2 separate regions of the Mus musculus genome follow, and region 2 is linked to region 1. Evidence: chromatin contacts called from public HiChIP or PLAC-seq data. All regions are on one chromosome and are shown on one strand. Each heading gives the region's core, a stretch centred on a gene start, on an enhancer-like site or on the middle of the called end of the contact. The rest is flanking DNA. Distances are from core to core; before and after follow the strand shown.

Region 1 (6,514 bases), core at 3,888-6,387:
TCATGTCTCTGTAGTAGGGTGGGGGAAGTCTGAGACCACATGAGCTACATAGTGAGATCCTGTATTAAAAAAGAAAAAAAAAAAAACTATTTCAGCACCGTTCTCTTCTTGCTCTGCCTGCAGACGTAGCCTCTACCTATTCTTTTCTTCTGATTACAGGTTACGTTTTTCTTCTTTGTGGCCAGTCCGGTGGTTTTTCTCGTCCCTTGGATTCCGGATATTATGAATGTAATGTTGTTGGATGTCTGGATGTTTGCCTTTCTTTAAATAGTATTGAGTTTGCTTTGACTAACAAGCTAGTTGCTTTTCCATTTGATTCTAACCAGACTCGTCTTGGCTTTTCTAGGCCACATCCTATACAGTTCCACTGAAGGGGCTGCTCAATTTTATGACAATGGCATCCCTTGTAAATTTGACCAAATACCTTGGGTAGTTAAGAGCTTCCTGCATGAATGGCTAGTGGTTAGCAGTCCCCAGCTCTGTCAACTTGCAAGTCCCTGCCCGTGCTGCTGTGCTCTGGCTTGTGGAATCTTTTATCCCACGCATGTGCAGCCTAGCAGCTGGCAAAGACGTCTGAGCTATCCCATGCAGACTGCTGTAGCTCCATTTCTGCAGTGTTCTCCCATTCGGAAGGTACACTTTTTAAGTTCCAAGCTCTACAGCCTCCCAGTCTCCTTCTCTTCCTGGGTTCTTGCAATGTGATCTGAAAACTGTGTGAACTAACAGAAGTTGGTAGTGGAATTTGCTGTTTCATTTTTATATCCTAAGTACCAGAGCTCTGAGTTCTTCTGGCCAATGTCTATGACTAGTTTCCCATAGAATTTGGCCAGTTTCCTGGTTGCTTGCAGCAGAAAGACAAATCTGGTTGCTGTGACTCATCCTTAGAGGGAATGAGACCAGGGAATGCCTTAAAATTTGAACCCAAACTGGGCTAGTCAGACACCAGAGCCAACAGGACTCCAGTCTTTTATCCTTGACGTTGGTGGTGACTGCCTCTCATCCCACTGGTGCTAGATGACTTTATACTCTGACATGATTGGCTAATTAGCTCAAAGGAGAAGAGAAAATTTCAGAAAATATGAATCTTTGCCAAGGTACCTAGGGTTGCTTTGGTCTACTGAATCTAAGTTGAGTTTTGTTTTTGTTTTGTCTTGTTTGTTGGTTTTTGTTCTACATTACAGGATATGATGGTACAAAATTCCTTCCAATATTAAAACCCCAACTCAACTTGTAATTGAAAAGTTTCTAGGCCAATACACAAAGCTTCTAATTAGTTGTCTAGCAAGAAGCTTGTAGCTTTAAGGAGTTCCTCACAAATTGAAAAGACTCACATGTGGTTGAGTGGGTAATCCAGATGATCCCAAACATCATCCATTGGTAAGCCCATTCCCAGGATGGGACTGAAAGCTTATGCCATCTATAGTCTTGGTTACTACCCCCAGTTCAGGTGTCTAAGGCAGCCATGACACCCCAGACTCCAGACCCAACTGAAACCTCTTTGCATTTCAGACTTCAAATCCTGCCCTACAACTTCCCTTGGTCACTAATGTGAACATTGCATTCATGACATAACCTCCCTCTCCCGCACTGGGACTATGACCTGCAGACAGACCAGGTGATGCCTGGGATCATAAGGTTTACTGACACAAGCATATTTAGATAATCTTGGTTTGATTTTCTTCTTAAGATTTAATTACTTTATATATGTGAGTACACTGTTGCTTTCTTCAGACACACTAGAAGGGCATCAGATCCCATTACAGATGGTTGTGAGCCACCATGTGGTTGCTGGGAAAAGCAGTCAGTGCTCTTAACCACTGAGCCATCTCATCAGGGATAATCTTTAACATTTATGAAGAGTTACTTAATAAAAATACACTTCAAAAACAGAAAGGAAGGAAAGGAAGGGAGGGAGGGAAGAAGGAAGGGAGGAAGGAAGGAAGGAAGGAAGGAAGGAAGGAAGGAAGGGAGGGAGGGAGGGAGGGAGGGAGGGAGGGAGGGAGGGAGGGAGGGAGGGAGGAAGGAAGGAAGGAAGGAAGGAAGGAAGGAAGACTTCTTTGGTGATCAGAAAGTATCTCAGATACAGACAAATGACATGGTTTCCCAAAGCTGTTGGAAACCATTTGTCTATTCAAGCCAGAACATTTTCTAGAGGTCTCCTCAAGGGCTACTATGAAAACCAGAATGGAAACATTTGTCACCCCTGGCCAGCAGCCCTGGCCAGCCTCATTTGTTATTATTCTTAGGAAAAAAAAAATCTTTATTTCTATGATTTAACTGATATTCTCTGCCTTGTGGAAGGTTTGCCAGTGAGATCCATTCAAAATACCAGATATTAACACATGAATGAACTTCTCAATGTGAAATGACTCCAGCTGCAGAATGACTCACAGAAGGACTGAATAGGGGGTGAGGGAAGAGGAGAGCAATTTAATACACTGACATGTGCAGACCAATACAATGCATTAAACACCAGTGGCTTGAGGAGGGGTGTCAGATATTGAAATGGCTTCCAAGGTTTTCTCAAACATATGTAAATAGGGGTATGGGCTGTCTGTGTGAAAACAGACTGTTGAAGATAAGGCACATGGCCACGAGAAAGGGAACAAATGAAAACTTCAGTTTTCCTCCCTTCACTAACAGCCGGAGAGGCCCTGGTTTTCCTCAGGTTGAAACATGGCATCTGTGGTCTCAGGTACCATGAGCTACTTGCTCACATAAATAGTTGACACAACACCTCTAAACTCTTTGTGGACCCATACTTCCTTTGGGTGTAATTTTAGAAGCCTAATTTTGACAGATTAGGTATAGGGAACCTGGGGAAAGTTCATACATAACTCTTCAATCTATGCGTGCATATTCCAGGCAATAGTAACCCAGCCGACTATGCAACTGTAAGTCAAACCCCTATAACATGCTCCTTAGGTTTCATGGCTCTCTGCCTTTGACTATTTTTTTTCTTTAGTTCAGTTATGCAATGTTGCTATTTCCTGGAAAATTTGAAAGACTCCCTATGCTTTAAAACAGACTCATGATGGTATTTGCTGGGAGTTAGTCAGAGTGCATAGGACATTGTTCCTTGTTACAACTGACTCCGATGGCAGCCCAGCCCTCTGATCACACAGGTGCCTGCCACTTGTCGCGGTCACCTCGATGGGGAGATTTGTGTGGAAACTGTAGCTGTTTGCACAGCACCTGTGATTTGTGGTCTTGACATATTGCACTGTGGACAACATGACACCTTTGTTCAGCATTTGTCACCACATCTCCAGTTACTGCTCATTATCCGGCCCTCTTTGCACTATTTTTTTTTTTCTGAGCATTTCCCACAATCCACTCCATAATGACCAAGGTACCTATTGTGGACCATGTGCCTAGTGTGTGCACAGCAGCCTCTCCACCTGACTCCAATTACCTCTCTGAACATGGAGTGTGAGGGCACCTGCCTCGAGGCCTTTGTCCACCTTGTCCCCTGAGCAAGGGGTGATGCCTGACATTCAAAGACTGCCTTTGTGCTCTGACTTAATGGCCACTTGTTACAGACGATGCATCTTCTCTGTGTGTTGATGAAATGGCTGCTGATGCCAATTCCAGAAGCAACCCTTCCACTGGGCATCTATGCCTTGTACACTAGCTTAATAATACTGAGAAACTATTGATCAGTTTTTGATTCTTGTTTGTTTTCTGGAGTTTAGATGTGTTCTGTCAGCTACTTATTTAACCAATGTCAGTAGCTCTTACACTATTCAAGAATCAAATGACATGTGTGGGGTGTCTTGTTTTATTTTGTTTTATCGGGTTTGAAGTCTCACTACATAGCTCAGGCTAGCCTCAAACTCCATATCCTCCTGTATCAGTCTCCTAAGTGCTGTGATTACAGGCATATCCCACCATGTTAAGCTATGGGCTGATAATGGAATGCTGAGACCCCGTTCTCAGATTCTAACACACTGGCTCTCAGTCTTCCTAATGCTATGACCCTTTAATACAGTTCCTTGTGTTGTGGTGACCCCCAACCATAAAGTTATTTTCTTCTTATTTCACAACTGTAATCTTGCTACTGTTATGAACTGTAATGTGCATATCTAATATTCAGGATATCTGATATGCGACCCCAGAGGGGTCGTGACCGACAGGTTGAAAACTGCTGTTTTAACAGGTCACTCGAGGCCCAGGAAGCTCTCTGTTCTTAGCAGCAGTGCCTCTATGGGCTGGGTATCACACTGAGAAATACTGATAGATATATAACTTAGATGTTAACAGGTGAACCATTCAGCTCTTTAATAAAAGATTATATTTTTTTAAACTGTTTTCTTATAAAGCCAAGCATAGTGACATACACCTTTAATCTCAGTACTTGAGAAGCAGAGTTAAACAGATCTCTGTGAATATGAGGCTAGCCTAGTCTACGGAGTTCAAGACCAGTCAGGGCACACATTAAATGCCTGTATCAATAGAAAGAAAAAAATAGTGCACTTATAAATGAGTTAACAAGATTAACAACACTCTTAATTTTGCATCAAAGGATATTAATAAAGAGTGAAATATCACTTCTATCTGGCTAACTCATGCCTACTTTATGCACTAGTGTGGCCTTGGCAAATTTCTCTGCAGCCCAGAGTATACAGCCCAACATAGTATGGCATGTTCCAGCCAAGCAAGGAGACACCTGAGCAAAGGAAGAGATGGATTTGTTTTCCTGTCTAAACAAAATCTCAAACTCCATCCCATTTTATTTGCTCCTAAAACATAATCATCGAAGCTCCATCAAACCTGTCAAATATTAGAGATACACTTGACCTGGGCTGAAGTATCAGGAATTTTTAAACATTTAACTCCTAGCGTGTATTGGTATGAAACTAAGCTGAGCAGAACCCATTAATGTCACAGTGATCGGTTACCAATGGAAATAAATAATTCATGATGAAGGGAATTAGTCTAATTAGCAGGCAGTTTGAGTCCTTTGATAAAACCCCGCTCTAATTCCATGAAGGGCAGGAAGTGCTGTCATCAGTCAGCCCTGAAAAGATTAGCATCTATTATGAATGAGGTTCGTCACCCTAGCGAAGTCATGTGTGTCCTGGAGACAAACTTAATATGTTCCAGAATGGGACACAGTTTGTCTCACCAACACATCACGATTCCTACCAGGCTATTGTATGTAATAACAAGCAAAGATCAACGCTCTGTCCTACCATTCGCTCCCCTGTCCATCATTCTGACAACTGCGCAAATACATTTTCCATGCAAAGCAGGGAATGTGCCCTGAATACTTGCGAAATTGTGCAAGATGTCAAAGAAAATATGTGTTACTTTCTCACTCACCAAAACAAACACATGGAATCAAATGTCACCCCGGAAACTGACGGTTTCAAAGATGGTGGGCAATAGAGTTTGTCAGGCTTGGTGTATACACATTTCATTTTAAAAACTGTTGTCAGCCCTCTCCGGGGAATTTGCTTCCCTGCTTATCTCTTGAGATATTGGAGTTACAAGATCAATCACAGGCTTGCGGCTTCTGCAACTACAGATAAGTGGAGCTGAGTGTCCTAAGCAAGGCAACTCCGAGAATGCCAAACTCACATGAGAGAGCAACACAAAGCTGTTTTGTTTTTCATTACAGCACATAAATGGCTTAGATCGTCGGGATGGCTCGAAGATTTATAGTTTCGGAATGTATCTGGCCTGGTGTGTCTAAAAGATGTTGACTGTTCCACACTGCGCAAAACCCCACATTATTTTGCAGCCCACAAGCGGATGTGGCATCAGCTGTGTTTCCATTTTTACTTATGAGCCTTTTGAAATTACATGTTTCCATTTTGCAACTTGATGTAATAATGAAGAAACTCCAAATTTGTAAGTTATTGTATTGCTTGTTTTTATTGTGTAAAATTAATTGCTTCACTTATTTATGTCATTAAGGGGAGAGACCATTTTGCACATTTTATCATTTGCTGTAATAATTAACATGCCAATAACACCACAAAAGCTTTGGAAACAAGGCAGATCATGCCCGGATGTCTGAGCAGCATACAACTCAGGAAGTCCCGTAGGTCAGAAAGGCTGCTTCAGAAAAACATGGTGATGAATGTAGTATCCCATGGGGGTACCAACCCTGAAGAGTGATACCAAGGCATAGAAGTCTGTTTAGTCAAATAGGACACCTGTTTGTTTGTTTGTTTGTTTGTTTGTTTTTTCCAGAAACATAGCCTAGTTCATCAAAGTTGCAATCCCCTGCCCACATGCAGTTGGAGTAGATACTGATGCTACAGGCTTCCCAGGCTGCACAAACAGTACCGATGGCCCACTTAGATTTGAAAACAACCTGATCAGCATTCAGTGCAGGGTCTTTAAATTACATGTTCATTACAGGGTTAGATATTGGGCCTATCCAGGGCTAGAGTAATAACTGGCTCAGCAGTTAAGACCACTGACTGCTTTTCCAAAGGTCATGAGTTCCTAAATTCGCAGTACCCATGTTGTGGCTCACAACCATCCACAAAGGAACCTGATG
Region 2 (5,715 bases), core at 153-2,652, 490 kb before region 1:
AAAGAAAACAAAAAACAAAGGAACTGCTCCTCAAATAATATGGAAAATGTTAAATATTTTTATCTGTGAAACTGTTACTCGGGTATGTGTGTGTATATATTAAACATACGTATATTACATATGTGTATACCCAAACATTATTTCTTCACAGCACACATTCTGGAAAGATGGCTCTGAGGTCAGATCTTGGAGAAGACCCACGTTCAATTCTCAGCACCCACATCAGGCTGCTCATTCCAGCCTGTCCTCTAGCTCCTGGGAATCTGACACTCTCTTCTGATCTCCCTGGGCACCTGCATTCAGACACACACACACACACACACACACACACACACACACACAAAATTAATCAACATTTGTGCACTTTATCATAAATGTTATACCTCAGTTTTAAAAAGAAAACTGCATTGTTCAAACAGTTGGTAGAGCTATTATCCATCCATTATTATACATATTAGGTCTTCAGGAAATAGTCATGTGCTTTAATACTGTAAAGATGTTAGTTATGGTAAAGATCACAACAATATACAAGCTGCCTGTGAAAACTTGCCAGTACTTAAGCCAGCCACATTTCACAACTGAATTAACTGTATGTGTCATTTCAGAAGCTATGATAAAAGACTGCTTCCCATAGAAACGAAATTATTTTCTGGGGTCCAAAGAATTGAAATCTGGTCAGCTGTAATAAGATTCAATTGTAACGGCAAAAACAATTGGAAACAATTTAAAATATCTATCAATTTAGGAAAATGGCAAAGTGAATTATAATGCACCCATACAAAAGGGTGCCTTAAGCCATTAAAAAGAATAAAAGTACATCTATATGAGCTGGCATGGAGAAATTGCTCATTCATATTGCTTTGTGAGGGAAGTCACAGACCAATGTGTGGAGAAGGACCCCAGAGGAAACTTCAGTTAACTATGTGGTATGTGTCCTCCTGAATAGTAACCGTGAGTTTACATGTATGAATAATTCTACATATATTTTTGCATAAATGAGACCATCTCATACATATTATCAGGTGACTTTCTCACTGAAGGGCCCATTTGAAAGCAATGTATGTCTGAGGACATACCTGCATGTGTGTAAGCCAAGACCTGAAGAGAGAAAGGATGCAGCTGTCAGTGCAAAAATGTAGGTGCTTTACTAAAATAATATTAAAACCATAAATTAATAATATTGAAATTAAAAAAATGGCAGGAGCAACCAGGCAGACACACAACAGCAAATGCAGAGGCTCTGACAAGAGCCGGGTGCCCTGTGGAACAGCAGCTGCGGGTGGCTGGCTAGGGTGTACTGAGGAGGACCTCCACGTGATTCAGGACTTTGGATCTCACTCTGGCTTAAGTGGAAAGCCCTTAGTTTTCAAACAAGCCATGCATTGTGATGTAGATTTTAAAAGGTCGGCTGGCACACTGCCCCATCTGCTGTTATGCCTTGTGCTCCTAGCCCAGAGCGGGCTGGTCGTGGTGCAGAAGAGAGACAGGAAGGAGGAGGGAGCAGGAAGCCGGCTGCCAAAGGCCAGAACTGCAGCTGACTATCCAAAAGAAGTAGTGGGGGCTGGTGTCTGTTTCTAACAGCCACTTTGGCTCTGATTATTTTGGATTTTGAGACATGATCTCACTGTGTAGCCCGGCCTGGCTTGAAACTCACTCTAAGGACCAGGCTAGCTTCAAACTTGGGAATCCTCCTGTCTTTGACAACCACAGGTGCAGGAATTACAGGTGTATTCCACCATACCTGGCTACTAGCCACATTTTTAAAGAAACAAAATTCATCTTTATAATGTCTCTTATTTAACCAAGGATGCCCAAGCTGTTATTTCAATGTGTGACCAACCTTAAAATCACTAATATGTTTTAGATGTTTTCCTTTCACACAATGTAAGCACCCCTAATCCAAAATGTTTTGAGCACTGATGTGAAAGGCATTTGGATTTGAACCATTTGGGATTTAAGGGTTAGATATGTTCAATCAAGTGAGGTCTATGCAAATATTCCGAACTCTGAGAAACTCTGTAATCTGAAACACCTGTGGTCCTAAGTATTTCCGATAAGGGCTACTGTGCTAAGCCCTTCAAATCCCACCCCACACTGCACACCATGCTGGGTGCATTCCCAGTGCTCAGTAGCTCCGTCATATGAGACTGTAAGGCCAGGGCTTTACCTTCCCTCCAAAGGACTTTAACTTGCGCCCTCAGCCACATTTGACCTCCACATCTCATCAGAAATACATTCCCCAGACTGGCTGTTTCCTTTTAAGACTTACAGTAAAGCTTATGGTTCGTGGCAGTATGGTATTGATGCAGGAAAGACTTACAATCAAACCCAGACACAGATCCACCTGAGCTAGTTACTTTTTCTGGTTGCCTTGACAGCTCAAGAAAGGGTTTAGGGCTGAAGAGTTGACTCAGCAGTTAAGAGCACTGGCTGTTCTTCCAGAGGACCCTTGTTCAATTTCCAGCACCCACATGTCAGCTCACAACCAACCATTACTCCAGTTCCAAGGGATACAACGCCCTCTTCCGGCCCCTGAAGTCCTTAGGCATACAAGTAGTACACAGACATATACACCCTGGCAAAAACCCGTACACATAAAATACAATAAGATATTTTTGTCCATTTGTTTTGTTTTTTGGGATAGGGTTTCTCCGTTTTTCCCTGGCTGTCCTAGAGCTCACTGTATAGACCAGGCTGGCCTTACATTCAGAGATCTGCTTGCCTCTGCCTCACAAGTGCTGAGATTAAAGGCGTGCACCACCGCTGCCCCCAGCAGAGGAGATGTTGTTTTGAAGGAAAGATTTCCTTTGGCTCTTGCTGTGAGGCTAGGGCTACAGTCTGTCATGGTAGGGAAACACGATTGCGGGAGCTTGAGGCAGCAGCCGTTCACGTTCCATTTGTAGTCCCAAGCCAAGGCAGATGCTGGTGCACCGCTCACGTTCTCCTGTACTCAGTCCGAGACCTCGGCCTGTTGATCCAGCCTACCACAGTCACGATATCTCTTCTATCCCAATAGCTCAGCTTCTGCTCCCATTCTGGAAACTCACTCACTGACGTGCCCAGTGATTTCTCTCCTGGACTCTAGATCTTCTCAAGTTGACAACCAATAACTAGTCAACTGTTTTTGGGTTTTGTTTGTTTGTTTTTGTTGTTTGTTTGTTTGTTTCTAGCATCTACTACAGGACAGCGGGTATGGTGGCTTATACCTTTAATCCCAGCATGCAGGAGGCAGAGGCAGGTGGATCTCTGAGTCTGAGGCCATCCTGGTCTATAGATTGAATTCCAGGACATCCAGAGCTATCTTATCTCAAACAAACAACTGCAAGACTCTTTGACCAATGGTACTGGAACAACTGGACTGGAAAAATAAAATAAAAGATCTAAACACAGGCTGGAGAGATGGCTCAGCGGTTAAGAGCACTGTCTGCTCTTCCAGAGGTCCTGAGTTCAATTCCCAGCAACCACAATGGTGGCTCACAACCATTTGTAATGGGATCTGATGCCCTCTTCCGGTGTGTCTGAAGACAGTGTACAGTGTACTCATATATGTTAAATAAATCTTTTTTAAAAAAAGATCTAAACACCCTTCTCAAAAATTCACTTAAATCTCAAAATGCATAATAGTCCTAAATATAAAGCACAAAACAACAGAGCCAGAGGGCAAGAGACAGCCTAGGCGACATTTCAGATCCAACGCCAAAGTCGTGGTCCCTGAGAGAAAGAATTGATAGCTGAAACTACAGAAACATTAGGGTACCATCAAGAACCTGAGAAGACAACAGATGGGAAGAAAATGTTTGCGATGTGTCTTGTAAAGATTGTATCTGAACTACTCCCCCAAAATATACAAAGACTCTTAAAAGCTGATAAGGAAACAACAAACTACACCCCTACCCCCACCCCTGTTTTCAAAAGCTTTGAATGTAGGCTCAGAGTGGCCACTAAACACCCTGTGTAGATACCACGTTGTCCATTAGATACATGCATCAGAAATTCAGAGGTCTGAGAATGAAGGGATACGCTCTCAGAATCAGTACTCAAGGGAGAGTATTCACAATCTGAGGGCTGGACAGGGCAGGGTCGAGAACAGTGTGGCCCAATGCTTTCTTGGACCCTTTAAAATAGTTCATCGTGTTGCAGTGACCCCGCCCCCAACCATAAGTTTATTTTTATTGCTATTTCACAACTGTAATTTGCTACTGCTTTGAATTGTAATGTAAATATCTGTGTTTTCCAATGGTCTTAGGCGACTGACCCTTGTAAAAGGGTTATTCAACTCCCCCACCCCTGAAAGGGATTGAGGCCCGCAGGTTGAGAACCTCTGGTCTAGAACAAATGGAAAGTTGGCGGCAAGTTGCCTGGTGCAGAGGCATCTAAAAAAGGCGGCCTGTGAGCAGGCCACTGGAGCGACGTTGTGAGACAGGAAGGAAGCTGGGCTAACCAGCCATCGAAAGACATCACGCATCGCAAGTTGCTTCACCAAGGAAAAGATTCCAATACCCTTGGGAAGGTCGATCACACAGAGGTAGGGTTGACCAGAGAAGTTGCCAGGAACTGCGGGAGCAAAAGGGGTTTTGTTGTTCCGTTGAGTTAGTTCATGGACTAATGAGTGCCGAGCACATTCGAATGTTGATAAAGCTTGCTTTTAAGAATAGAGCTCAGGGCCAACAGCGAGAGAGAGCGGAGAGAGAGCTGCATTGTCCCCTCTGAGAGCGGCAGGGGCAGAGGCCATGCAGCCTTGGCCTTTCTCAAGTGCTTCCTCTGCTGGGGAAGGACGGGCATGGGGGAGGGGTGGTGGTAAGAAGGTAGCTGCTGTTTCTAGGTGAAGTTTCAGCCAAAACCCTTGGCAACAAGAGTCTGAAGAGGCAGTGGCAGCATAATGAGGGCCTCTTCAGCTAGCTCCAGTTCGGCCATTTGACTAAGGTCCAACAGCTGCCTCGGAACCCCACGCACCTCCATTCACTAACCCTTTGGTTCCTGGATGGTGGGAGATGCTAGATCGTACTTCATTATCCTCGACAATGAGCTGCCCAGAAATGAGCTCTGAGCGGCCAGCGTCCACCAGCCTCTCTCAGTGACACTCCCGGTCAAGGCGACCTCTTAGTCGGTTCCACTTCTTATCTTCCTAGCTCTGTGTTCTTGTTCTCAAGAGCCCTTCAAATCAGAGAGCTTTGGGGATCACTGTCTTAGTTAGGGTTTTACTGCTGTGAGCACATACCATGACCAAGGCGATTCTTATAAAGGACAGTATTTAATTGGGACTGGCTTACAGGTTCAGAGGTTTTGTCTGTAAGCATCATGGCAGGAAACAGCAGCATCCAGGCAGCCATGGTGCTAGAGGAGCTGAGAATTCTACATCTTGCCCTGAAGGCGAACAGAAGTCTGGCTCATGAACAGCCAGGAGGAAGATCTCAAAGCCTCCCCACCCCCCCCCCCACATGGTGACACACTTCCTCCAACAAGGACACACCTACTTTAAAAAGGCCACACCTCCTACTAGTGCCTGGCATCTTCAAATCACCAGTCACTATTCAAAAAAAGTCAGTGGCTTGTTACTACAATCTAAACAGTCTAGCCACTGCCATCAAGGCTACAGATTATGTGTGTGAGCCGCCACAGCCTTGCCTTCCAATCCTGTGAAATCTCAAGAAATCGCCGATGAAAGAGACCACCCCTTGAACTGGAAAGTCTCTGGCCCAGGTGGATTAACTCAAC

Evidence for each region. HiChIP or PLAC-seq counts read pairs in DNA pulled down with a chosen protein or histone mark.
Region 2: an H3K4me3 HiChIP or PLAC-seq map of embryonic basal ganglia shows a contact between it and region 1, with 4 times the contacts expected there. The contact joins two enhancer-like sites. A contact is called at or near these places in 1 of 15 datasets of contacts at CTCF or cohesin (the NIH/3T3 cell line), 3 of 115 datasets of contacts at active chromatin or transcription factors (cardiomyocytes, embryonic basal ganglia and pancreatic cancer cells) and 1 of 9 other capture datasets (embryonic stem cells).

Annotation. Positions count from the first base shown.
Region 1 is chr2:72,596,669-72,603,182 of GRCm38.p6, reverse strand. No RefSeq gene overlaps it. Among named protein-coding and RNA genes, the nearest start is that of Gm30069, 15 kb to the left of the region's middle. Within about 2 kb of position 5,137, at least 18 of the 459 cell types and tissues checked have an H3K27ac peak or open chromatin away from gene starts, as enhancers often do. A contact at or near this core is called in embryonic basal ganglia, where this site is marked.
Region 2 is chr2:73,081,783-73,087,497 of GRCm38.p6, reverse strand. No RefSeq gene overlaps it. Among named protein-coding and RNA genes, the nearest start is that of Gm39850, 76 kb to the right of the region's middle. Within about 2 kb of position 1,402, at least 48 of the 459 cell types and tissues checked have an H3K27ac peak or open chromatin away from gene starts, as enhancers often do. A contact at or near this core is called in embryonic basal ganglia, where this site is marked.